Linked DNA regions of Drosophila melanogaster: region 1 is linked to region 2. Evidence: chromatin contacts called from public Hi-C data. All regions are on one chromosome and are shown on one strand. Each heading gives the region's core, a stretch centred on a gene start, on an enhancer-like site or on the middle of the called end of the contact. The rest is flanking DNA. Distances are from core to core; before and after follow the strand shown.

Region 1 (5,435 bases), core at 2,195-4,694, 560 kb before region 2:
ATTTCTTGTATTTCTATTGCTTTTTGTTTTTCATTTTGTCTAAATATCAATAAGAAAGATTATACTTTTCAGTGCATGAAATAACGCAGGCAACCTTGTTACTACTTTTTCAGCATGTCCTGACCATCCAGGACAGATAGACCCAGCAGAAGCACACAAACTCACACACATTTGGCTTGTGATTTATTAACAAGCTATCGTTTATCATGTGGGCAACAAAGGGTTAATGCCTGAAGGGCCTGCTGAGTTATGCACCACCACCACCAGCAGCAGCTGCAATTGCCAATTTGCTAGCTGTGGCTATATGCTATATGCTCCATATACGATATATGGGAAAAATGGATGGGAAAAGGTAGCGGGGGCGCGGGACCGATAGCCGAAAATATCTGAGAGGCATCAAGATAAACAACAATCGCCTCAAGATAAACAAAAAAGCGGAAAGTCACGAAAAGTATGCGCCAGACAAACGAAAAAAAAAAGGCAGCGGGGAAAAAAAAAGAAAAACCATGAAAGCCGCAATAATTCCGCACCGATAATTTATGTGCGCCGCCAAGTTTATAAAAATTAAGATATTTCCCATTTCCCATTAAACATTTCATAGCTGGAGAAACTGAACCCAAGCTATATGCCCATAACTTATCTTGAAAATATTTGTTTTGAGCGCCGTGCTCTCGAATATTTTTTTTATTCGCTGCTTCCTCCGATTTCTTTTTGGGAAAAATCCGAACGTGTTGAAGCGTTAAATTTCCATGTGGGCGGCCGGCCGGCCGTCCAGAGAATGGCCAAGACAAAAAAAAAAAAAAAAAACGAAGAAAGAAATAGGTGGACCGAGAAGCAAACAAGTTGCAAAGCTGGAAAAGGAGTCGACGTGGGTGCCGGGGCCAAGATAAAATGTTGACCAATAAATTTTGTGACCATGAACGACAAACACACAGAGCGAGCGGAAAATAAAAGGCCAGAACCTGAAACCTAAGGGGGAAAAAGGAACAAAAAGCGCATGGTCAACAATAATAAACACAAACGATTAGGGGCAAGAGAAGGCCCCACAAATATGGTATGCTCTCTCGAGAAATCTTATTTGGTTCAAGAACCCATTCGAAATTCCCATTAAATTTCAATTGATTCAAATACATGCCTGGTTTTTAATCCCGAAATCAAGTAAATAAATGGCTGTTCGTTCGTTAGTTTCGTAGTCTAATAATTTATGTATAATGATAAGGCATTATGACAAATGAGCTTATCGCCTTATTCCGGTCTATTTAATCTGAATGTATTCGATGGCACCTACAACAACTTTTAAATAACAACCTTAACGTTATACAGAAATTTATTTGTCTGCGTTTAAGTTCAATAAACGCACCAAAATGGCTAGAAAAGTATAGTGAATAATCTTATCTTATAAAACTCATCAAGGAACACTTAAAGTCAAATTAAAATTCTTAAGGGTAAACGATGTTTCATATAGTACAAAATAAAACAAATCTGCATTGCAAGTGTTATTGGATCCGAGATAAAGTATCTTAAATGACAATCATAAACAGAAATCTGCTGTGAGCCATAAATATGAATGCTTTTAAAAATATTACTAGGTTAAATGAATGAATAAATGAATATATTAAGCCGTTTTTCAATTCTCTTTCAGTATATCAGTTTACGGAAAATAAAAAACTGCTTTATTTTAAGAACAAATATAATGATTTTCGGGTTGAGATCCCTTTTACTGAAAGACCCGAGAAATATATTAACCTTTCCAAGGAACCCATTATAAATATTCGGTACCCTTTGAGCCAGAAATCCAGGTAACTCCTTCGTTATGGTTAGTGTATGACAAATGTGGAAAAACTAGCGCGACGGGCGATTGGCGACTAGCGCGACTGGCGGCGACCAGACCAACAAACAATGTCCAGCGATTTCCGATCGACAAGTTGGGGCCAAGAGCGTGATGAACGCGTCAAGAGGGGGTGCGAGGGAAGTCGGAATGGGAAGAGGAGGGAGCGAGAAAGAGGAGACGCAGCGTGTGCAAGAATGCTTTGCTCCGCGAGTGTCATTAACTCGTTTGCCTTATCTCGAAAAACGTAAACGAAGCTGCATGAGAGCTTTATTTACGTATGTAGGAATGTGTGCGTTTGGGAAAATTACCTGCGAAAGGTGCCGCCCTGCCGCCTAATTGATAAGTTTTGGTTTCATATTCGTCTATGTAAGTAATTAACTATGGTAATTTGGGAAATTGGGTATATTTGGAGCGCGGCGTCTTCTTACCTGTCGCACATCAATGACGCACGCTGCCGACGCCGACTTCAGCAGCGACGCTGGCAGAGGAGTTTACGTTAGCTCTCTTGCTATGTATCTCTCCCACTCGAACACAAACGTGTTGCGCTCACCAACACCAAGGCGAAATTGCACAGCTGAGCTGGTGAAAATACAGCGAATGCGGTGCACAAAACAGAGGACCGAAAACAATAACGTTATGTCAATTTGTTGCTGCCTGAGTTGTTCTCTGCCTGCTGCTCCCGTTTGTTGTTACTTTTTTTTGGCACGTGAATCGACAATCGCATTTTTCAAATTCTTGCACTCATTCGCTTTTGTGCATTTGTTTACGTCACTGGCTCATACACACACGCACGCACACCCGCACACATACGCGCGACTGAATGAAAGGCGCGTAAAGAAGAGAGTGGAAATGCCAGAAAGAGAGCGATTAATTTGGCAAAGCGCCGCACGCTCAAATAAACAAATATTTTATTTATATTTCGTGTCCCAATCACTGCGCCATTGTTTAGTACTATTCGTTAGTGTCTGCTAATGCCCATTTTGCACAAGTGTCTTATGCATGGCAACAAACAATACAATAATCGAAATTTCCACTCGCGTTTTGCTCTTGGCCCGCAATCACGGGCTGCTGCAACTGGCAGATAAGCGAATCCGATTAATAATCTAGTGCGCCGCGCATTGTTTTTGGTTACGCGATTATTCAAATGGCTCGGAACACACTTTATTGCATTTTAATTAATATCTGCTGGCCTCGCGAGCAGCAAAATCGTCCGCTGCACTGAACCGAACGCGATGAAAACAAAGATGAACTAGCGATGGAACAGATGGCGATGTGAGGTCCAACCTGCGATATTTCGATGTTTGCTAAGTCGAGTAGTCGATTGGTCCTCTCACTCGATAAGTTTTTAAATTTTCGATATTAAATTTTTAACTTTGTTGAACTTAACATTAAATTTTATACTCCCATTAAGTTGTAGACTGTTTCCAGTTATAAGCTTATTTCTAAATGAATAATTTAAAATTCCTGCTTCTTAAAGGAACAAAAACAAATATACGCCTTCCTCAGAATTTAAAATTTATCTTTACCTCTGTTATTTGTCCAATTAAATTAAGTTTTTATATAAAATCATCGATAACAGAAACCGATAAGCAACCGAAAGACATCTGTTATGCAAACGAGTGGGCAGTCCTTTGATGGGCGTAGAAACTCATTGATAAAAACAAAATCACTTAAAATTATTAGTTTGGGGGAGGGATCAGGATTGAAAGAACCGGGAGCATGTCGGAGCTTAAGGCCCCGTCGCTGCAATCTCTGCTGGAATCGGAGCGAGGATCCACAGACAGCCTACTGGCCGAATCCCTGCAGCTGGACTTCGAAGATGTGAGTTGGGATTACCCGAAAATGGAATGGCCTAGATAACACTTTATCTTGATTCATCCAATTATAGCTTGATGATGCCGAGTTTGCAATACCGCCCACCGATGTGCTGCCTACTTTGGAGGCGGTGCTCAGTGAATTTGAGGCGGATTCGGATGTGGCCTCCGAGTTTGGAATGCCGGTGCCCCATGCCACGCCCACGCCCTCGATTGGTGAGGATTCCACGATCAGAACAGACGGCAGAGGTGGTGGAGGATCCATAATGAGGTACACCCTCCTACACGGCATCTCGGCACAACTTTCCTCAGCGGCGGAACGTGTCAATGCCGGAGCAGCCAGTTCCTGTGCCGTGGCCGCATTCATAGCCATCGGAACATCGCATGGACACATTTTGAACTTCGATGTAACCCAAACCCTTAGGTGGGCCCATCAGGACAAGCATGGTCAGGGTGCGGTGGCCAGTTTGGCTTTCAATGCGGATTCAACGCGACTTTTGGCTGGTTTTTCTAGGGGATTGGTTGCCATGCTGGACACTCATACGGGTGATGTTCTCCGTGAGCTGTTCGACGTCATAACCCCAAACACCGGCGTACTGCATGTCAAGTGGACCTCGAGATCATCACTGGCCTTGTGTGCCGATGCCGGCGGATCGGTGTGGTCTCTTAGTTTCACCCGGAAGCTGGGCATCCGTGGCTGCCAATCGAGATGCCTCTTCTCCGGCGCTCGCGGAGAGGTCTGCGCCGTGGAACCTCTAATAATGGACTCCCAAGGACGCCATGAATTGGATCAGTACTGCATTGTGGCTCTGGCAACGTTATCCAAGTATTTTATCGTCACTGTCCGACCAAGATTAAGGGTCATCAAATACCACGTGCTTCAGGGACCTCCTGATTGCTTACCTCTCCTCGCCTGGCATTTAGTACTCATTCAAGCGGCAGATACTTCCCGCTCCGTGGACCCCGTGATTGTCGTGGGCCGCGGGAATCAATTATTCTTTCACCAACTGTTTGTCTCGAACGGACGAATAACGCTTTTATACCTTCGACATGTCCAGCTGCAGGGGAGTCTCCTCTCCGCTCACTGGCTGGGACCAAAGTGTGTTGCCTCATTGGACACGGCGGAAATACTTCATCTTGTGGATGTGCGATCCAGTAAGGAACTAGAATGTATGGATATGGCCAACGCAGGACTGGTCTACGGATCAGCGCAGTTTAAAGGACTAGCCACTGGCGGAAATGTGTCACCTGCCTTCGCTTTAGCCGGCTCAAATGCCTGTTATAACTCAGTGGTTTCAAGAGGAACCCAGTTGTACGTTTTAGGCGCCAGGTCCCTGCATATAATTGGAGTTAGAACTTGGTCAGAGAGAATAAGCTTCCTGGTAAGATCAAAACTGTGGATTTAAATGGAAAATCAAAGCCTCAACTTTATCGTTTCTAGGTAAAACACCATCGATGGCAGGAAGCCTGCCAACTGGCACTTGATGGCTACATTGCCTCTGTGGATCGCCCGAGGAAACGTGCTCAAGCCAAGGAGCGTATCATCATGCTTTTTAAGGAATATATCGCCAATTCCGCCCGGGCACCAGAGTATTGTCTCGGCGCCATTGTTAACTGCTTGATCACCGTGGGTGAACTGGATCTTCTGTGGACACAGCTGTGGGAAAAGTTACACAACAGCAGCACTGAACTTTTCTTACAGCACATTTCCGAGCATATAGAAAAGGAAACGATACATAGTGTTAATCCAGTGATATCCCAAGCTTTGGTGGATTACTGGCTGGAACACT
Region 2 (4,675 bases), core at 1,648-4,147:
GCTCGAGTCCTTCGCGTTTTGCATTGCATAATGCGCTGCTGTTCCCTTCCGATTGCCATTAGCATAATGGGGGCATTAGGTTGGCACGATGCTCTGATTGCATACTTAACGACAGTGCCAAGTGCCGTCGATGCGCCAATTTAATTAGCTGCAATTGAAGCAACGAGCCTGAATCGAGCGAAAATCCTCAATTTAACTGGCCGCATACTGGCCAAGTAAATCGGCACTCATCTCCATAAAATCAACATAATTATCGCAAGTTAAGACCAAAATAAGCAAGTCCAATTTACGCTTAGACTGCTAATTACGCAACGCAATGGGAAACGATTTAAAAGCTGCAAAATGAAAACCCAAAGGCAGTAGCACAAACTTTTCGTTCGGGGCTCGAACTCATTTCAAAGTAATTTGCCGCAAAAGCCAGTGGTTGCCATAGTGGGCGTACTGTGGCCAAGGGGGCGTGGCAAGCGCTGTTTAACATTTTATTGGTAACCAAAAATTTTACACATCAATCTCGGTTGTTTTCTGTGTGGTGTGGTGGGGGGGGGGGGGGAATTGGAAGTGTGTGGCACGACGTTGTTGTGGTTCTGGCCGTGAGAGCTAAAGTGTGTTTGATGTTTGTTGGATTTTCCGGGCGGAAGCCGGAGCAGGGGTTAAGCTGTGGGGGGTGGCGCCACAAATCCCTGAATGAATACACACCTGCACCGATACTGACGGTCAGGCGAGAGTTGTCCCGAAATCGCCATTATAGCAATGCAAAAACTTTGCCAAATTGGCAGACAACATGCAACATGCAAATCGTACCACTAGCAATGGATGCACTGAAAACAAAAAGTAGTAAATGTTATTAATATTACATCACACTTTACTTAAGTTGCATAACAATTCAAAAATAACTGCATACTAAACAATGGGAATGTAATAATGGGAATGTATTAATACTTATAATTACTTTCTGTGCACTCCTATCCCTTCACAGGTGAAACGCCTGACCATGGGCATTGGACTGCTGCGGGGAACCGAGGACAGCCGCCCCCTGATGCACAGCACCTGCGGCTCCTCGCTGACCTCCGGATCCGGCTGTGGATCCACTCAGACCATCTCCGATGGCTATGTGAACGAGGCCATCTGCGAGCCGGACAAGTACGTGGCCAGCAAGTTCGGCGACTCCTGCCGCCAGTCACTGTCCGCACTGGAGAGTGCCACCCAGCGGCTGCAGGTGGAGCTGCCCGCCGCCAGCAAAAAGTATCTGAGAGAGACGTGCAGCGGTAGGTAGACTCTTATGTCACAGATATGAAATGGTTGGCTAAGGTTACCTTACTTCCGTGTAATTATCAGCCAACTCCAGTCCGAAATTGTTTCCCGGCCACAGTGCCCTGCGCCTGGATAATCTCAGCCTAGCCGAGCAGCAGGAGCTTAAGGGAGCCGCCTGGTTTCAAGCGGGCATTCCCAGGGAAATATCCCTGGAGGCCCTGTCCCGACAGAGTCCAGGTGCGTTTCTAGTGCGCCAGAGCAGCACAAAGCCGGGATGTTTCGCCCTCTCGCTGCGAGTGCCACCACCTTCACCACGAGTGGCCCACTATCTGATCCTGCGGACGCAAAGGGGCTACAAGATAAAGGTAAGTCCGAGCACATTATATATAATATTTATTATATATTATGATGGTATTTACCATTTTAGGGCTTCACCAAGGAGTTCAGTTCGCTGAAGGCGCTGATCACGCACCACTCGGTGATGCCGGAACTGTTGCCCGTGCCGCTGACCCTGCCACGCCCACCTAGTACCCGATCGCAACGATCGCAGGGCGCCTACGCAGGCGGAACCGGAAACGGGGGAGCGGACTTCGAGATGTATGGCTCGCTGAACGACTTTCGCAAAATGATGGCCGATTTGAATGTGTGACCGCTGGGCGCTCTTAATTAATTAAGTAATTATGTCACGTTGATTGAATTAAGCTGCCCAGCTTGTCACATTGTCCTGCGTCCTGTGTCCTCTGTCGCGACAGGATAACAATCTGTTTAATTTGCGTAATTGGCTGTGCTGACGACGGTTGACGTGGCTACCAATAAATAGGGTCCATGTCCATGTGTACTCGGGCCGGCAAAGGCCCACCTGTCCGACAGGTGCTGCAAAAAGTGCACAAACATTTTTTATTAAAATTGATAATAAAATCAGCTACGTGGGCGGCTGCGATGGCTGTGGTTTCGCAGGGGCGTGTTTGCATACACAAATATAGGGAATACGCTCAAATCATTTTTGCGAAACTGATTAAAAAATGGCAAAAACATGCAATATGTATACGCAAACAGACATCAAGTGATTATTATTTTTCGCGTTTTTATCAATTCTGCTCGTTTTGTACGGCTAGTGCTGAGTGGCAGATGCATCAGACAGACGTACTATACATATCTGAATGGGGGCAGTCGGATTAAATGTTAATGTTTGGGTAGGGAAATCGAGGGTCGGCTGCCGGGATTTGGAGTGCGGATGCGGAATGGGCAAAGTGGATTCTTTTTGTATTTGATGCACTCACTTTGCGGTGCAGTGGCTAGATAGACTTATATGGGAAGTAAATGAATAACCAATTATATTGTAACTCTATGTATTTTGTAATAAAGTTAATGGAAAACCTTTTCAAATAGTATTGTTTATTTTCTGATCTATAGCATGCAATATACATACAATCACGTTGAAAATGAAGCATTGGCTTAAAGGTAGAACATTTTATAATATTTAACAACAAATTTGTTTTGAAATAATGTGAGTGGGTAAGGAAAGTTTAAATTTCCCGCACATTATCGATAGCTCTTTCGATAGAATCGGTCGGCAATCGGCTCGCAAACTCGCTAGAGAACTGTTAACCAACTGTCATAGTTTGAGTTCACGCTACGCTCCATTCTAAAAGTTATCAATATCTCGAAATAAATAAACTGTGGGTTATAGCAGGCTTTGTTTTATTATTTGCAATTAGGAACAGTGCAAAGATAACAAAGATGTACTAACAATTGGTCAATAGGCGCAGAAGCGACCCTGAAATTGGAGTGTGACCTCGCTAATAGCCAGATGCGGCGGGGAATTCGCCAAGCCCGCAACACTGTACCCTGAAGGCCAGCTGCCGCCGCTTCCCGCGCATTTTCTTCGACCCAGGTAGGTCGCATTGGGATTCGCTTGCATTTGGTGTTTTCACTCGCCTCCAAACCGCCGTAGCAACACCATCTAGACAACGTGGAACTCCCGCTGAACCAGAGACCGGCATTATTTCCATTGTGAGTGTGAGCAGAACTAAGCTGCATCACCGGCGTCCCTAACCTTATATATATTTCTTACACACACACACAAACGCACTATTTCCAGTTTCGGTGACAAAAAATTGTGAAAATACAAGCTAAAATGCCGCGCAGAAAGGCCCTGACTAATAACAACAATGCCGGCGAAGCGGAGCAGCAGCCACCGAAGGCGAAGCGCGCCAGAATCGCTTTTCATCTGGAGCTGCCCAAGCGGAGGACCGTGCTCGGCAACGTGCTAGTCTGCGGCAACGGCGATGTGGGCCAACTTGGTCTCGGCGAGGACATACTGGAGCGCAAGCGTCTCAGCCCTGTGGCGGGCATCCCGGATGCCGTGGACATATCCGCCGGTGGCATGCACAACCTGGTGCTGACCAAGTCAGGGGACATTTACTCATTCGGTTGCAATGACGAAGGTGCTCTAGGCCGTGACACCAGCGAGGATGGCAGCGAGTCAAAGCCGGATCTTATCGATTTGCCCGGCAAGGCTCTGTGCATTTCGGCGGGAGACTCGCATTCCGCTTGTCTGCTGGAGGATGGCCGTGTCTTCGCTTGGGGCTCGTTCCGGGACTCTCATGGCAACATGGGCCTCACCATCGATGGTAACAAGCGTACGCCCATCGATCTGATGGAGGGCACTGTCTGTTGTAGCATCGCGTCCGGCGCCGATCATTTGGTCATCCTGACCACTGCCGGAAAGGTCTTTACCGTGGGCTGCGCTGAGCAGGGACAACTCGGCCGGCTGTCGGAGCGTTCCATCTCCGGAGAGGGTAAGTCTTGGCATTCAAATTTTCAACGAAATTCGTATTAAAAAAATGTTAACCCCCAGGTCGTCGTGGCAAACGCGACTTGCTGCGGCCCACCCAGCTCATCATCACGCGGGCCAAACCTTTTGAGGCCATCTGGGCCACCAACTACTGCACATTCATGCGCGAGTCACAGACACAGGTCATCTGGGCCACAGGGCTTAACAACTTCAAGCAGCTGGCCCACGAGACAAAGGGCAAGGAGTTCGCACTGACGCCCATCAAGACGGAACTCAAAGATATCCGACATATTGCCGGCGGTCAGCACCATACTGTCATCCTGACAACGGACCTTAAGTGTTCCGTAGTGGGTCGTCCGGAGTACGGTCGGCTTGGTCTGGGCGATGTCAAGGATGTTGTGGAGAAGCCAACGATTGTAAAGAAGCTGACCGAAAAGATTGTGTCCGTTGGATGTGGCGAAGTCTGTTCCTATGCCGTTACAATTGATGGCAAACTGTATTCCTGGGGCTCCGGTGTCAACAATCAACTAGGCGTTGGCGACGGCGATGATGAGCTCGAACCGATCGTGGTTGTCAGCAAGAACACGCAGGGGAAGCACATGCTGCTCGCATCTGGCGGTGGTCAGC

What was found. A called contact is a pair of places that touch in the nucleus more often than the background predicts.
Region 1: a contact with region 2 is called in a Hi-C map of the Kc167 cell line, with 1.7 times the contacts expected there. The contact joins the promoter of Vps8 here to the promoter of Rcc1 in region 2. A contact is called at or near these places in 2 of 107 Hi-C or Micro-C datasets (both in the Kc167 cell line).

The regions. Positions count from the first base shown.
Region 1 is chr3L:6,493,306-6,498,740 of dm6, reverse strand. Vps8 (Vacuolar protein sorting 8) reads left to right here and starts at 3,444. Exons shown (of 4, transcript NM_139791.3): 1 at 3,444-3,652; 2 at 3,720-5,027; 3 at 5,087-5,435. The coding sequence starts at 3,551. sfl (sulfateless) reads right to left here and starts at 3,061. Exons shown (of 7, transcript NM_079222.5): 1 at 2,260-3,061.
Region 2 is chr3L:5,930,995-5,935,669 of dm6, reverse strand. Rcc1 (Regulator of chromosome condensation 1) reads left to right here and starts at 2,897. Exons shown (of 3, transcript NM_079219.3): 1 at 2,897-3,264; 2 at 3,353-4,052; 3 at 4,112-4,675. The coding sequence starts at 3,389. Egfrap (EGFR adaptor protein) reads left to right here. Exons shown (of 6, transcript NM_001038902.3): 4 at 977-1,265; 5 at 1,336-1,616; 6 at 1,679-2,634. The coding sequence ends at 1,900.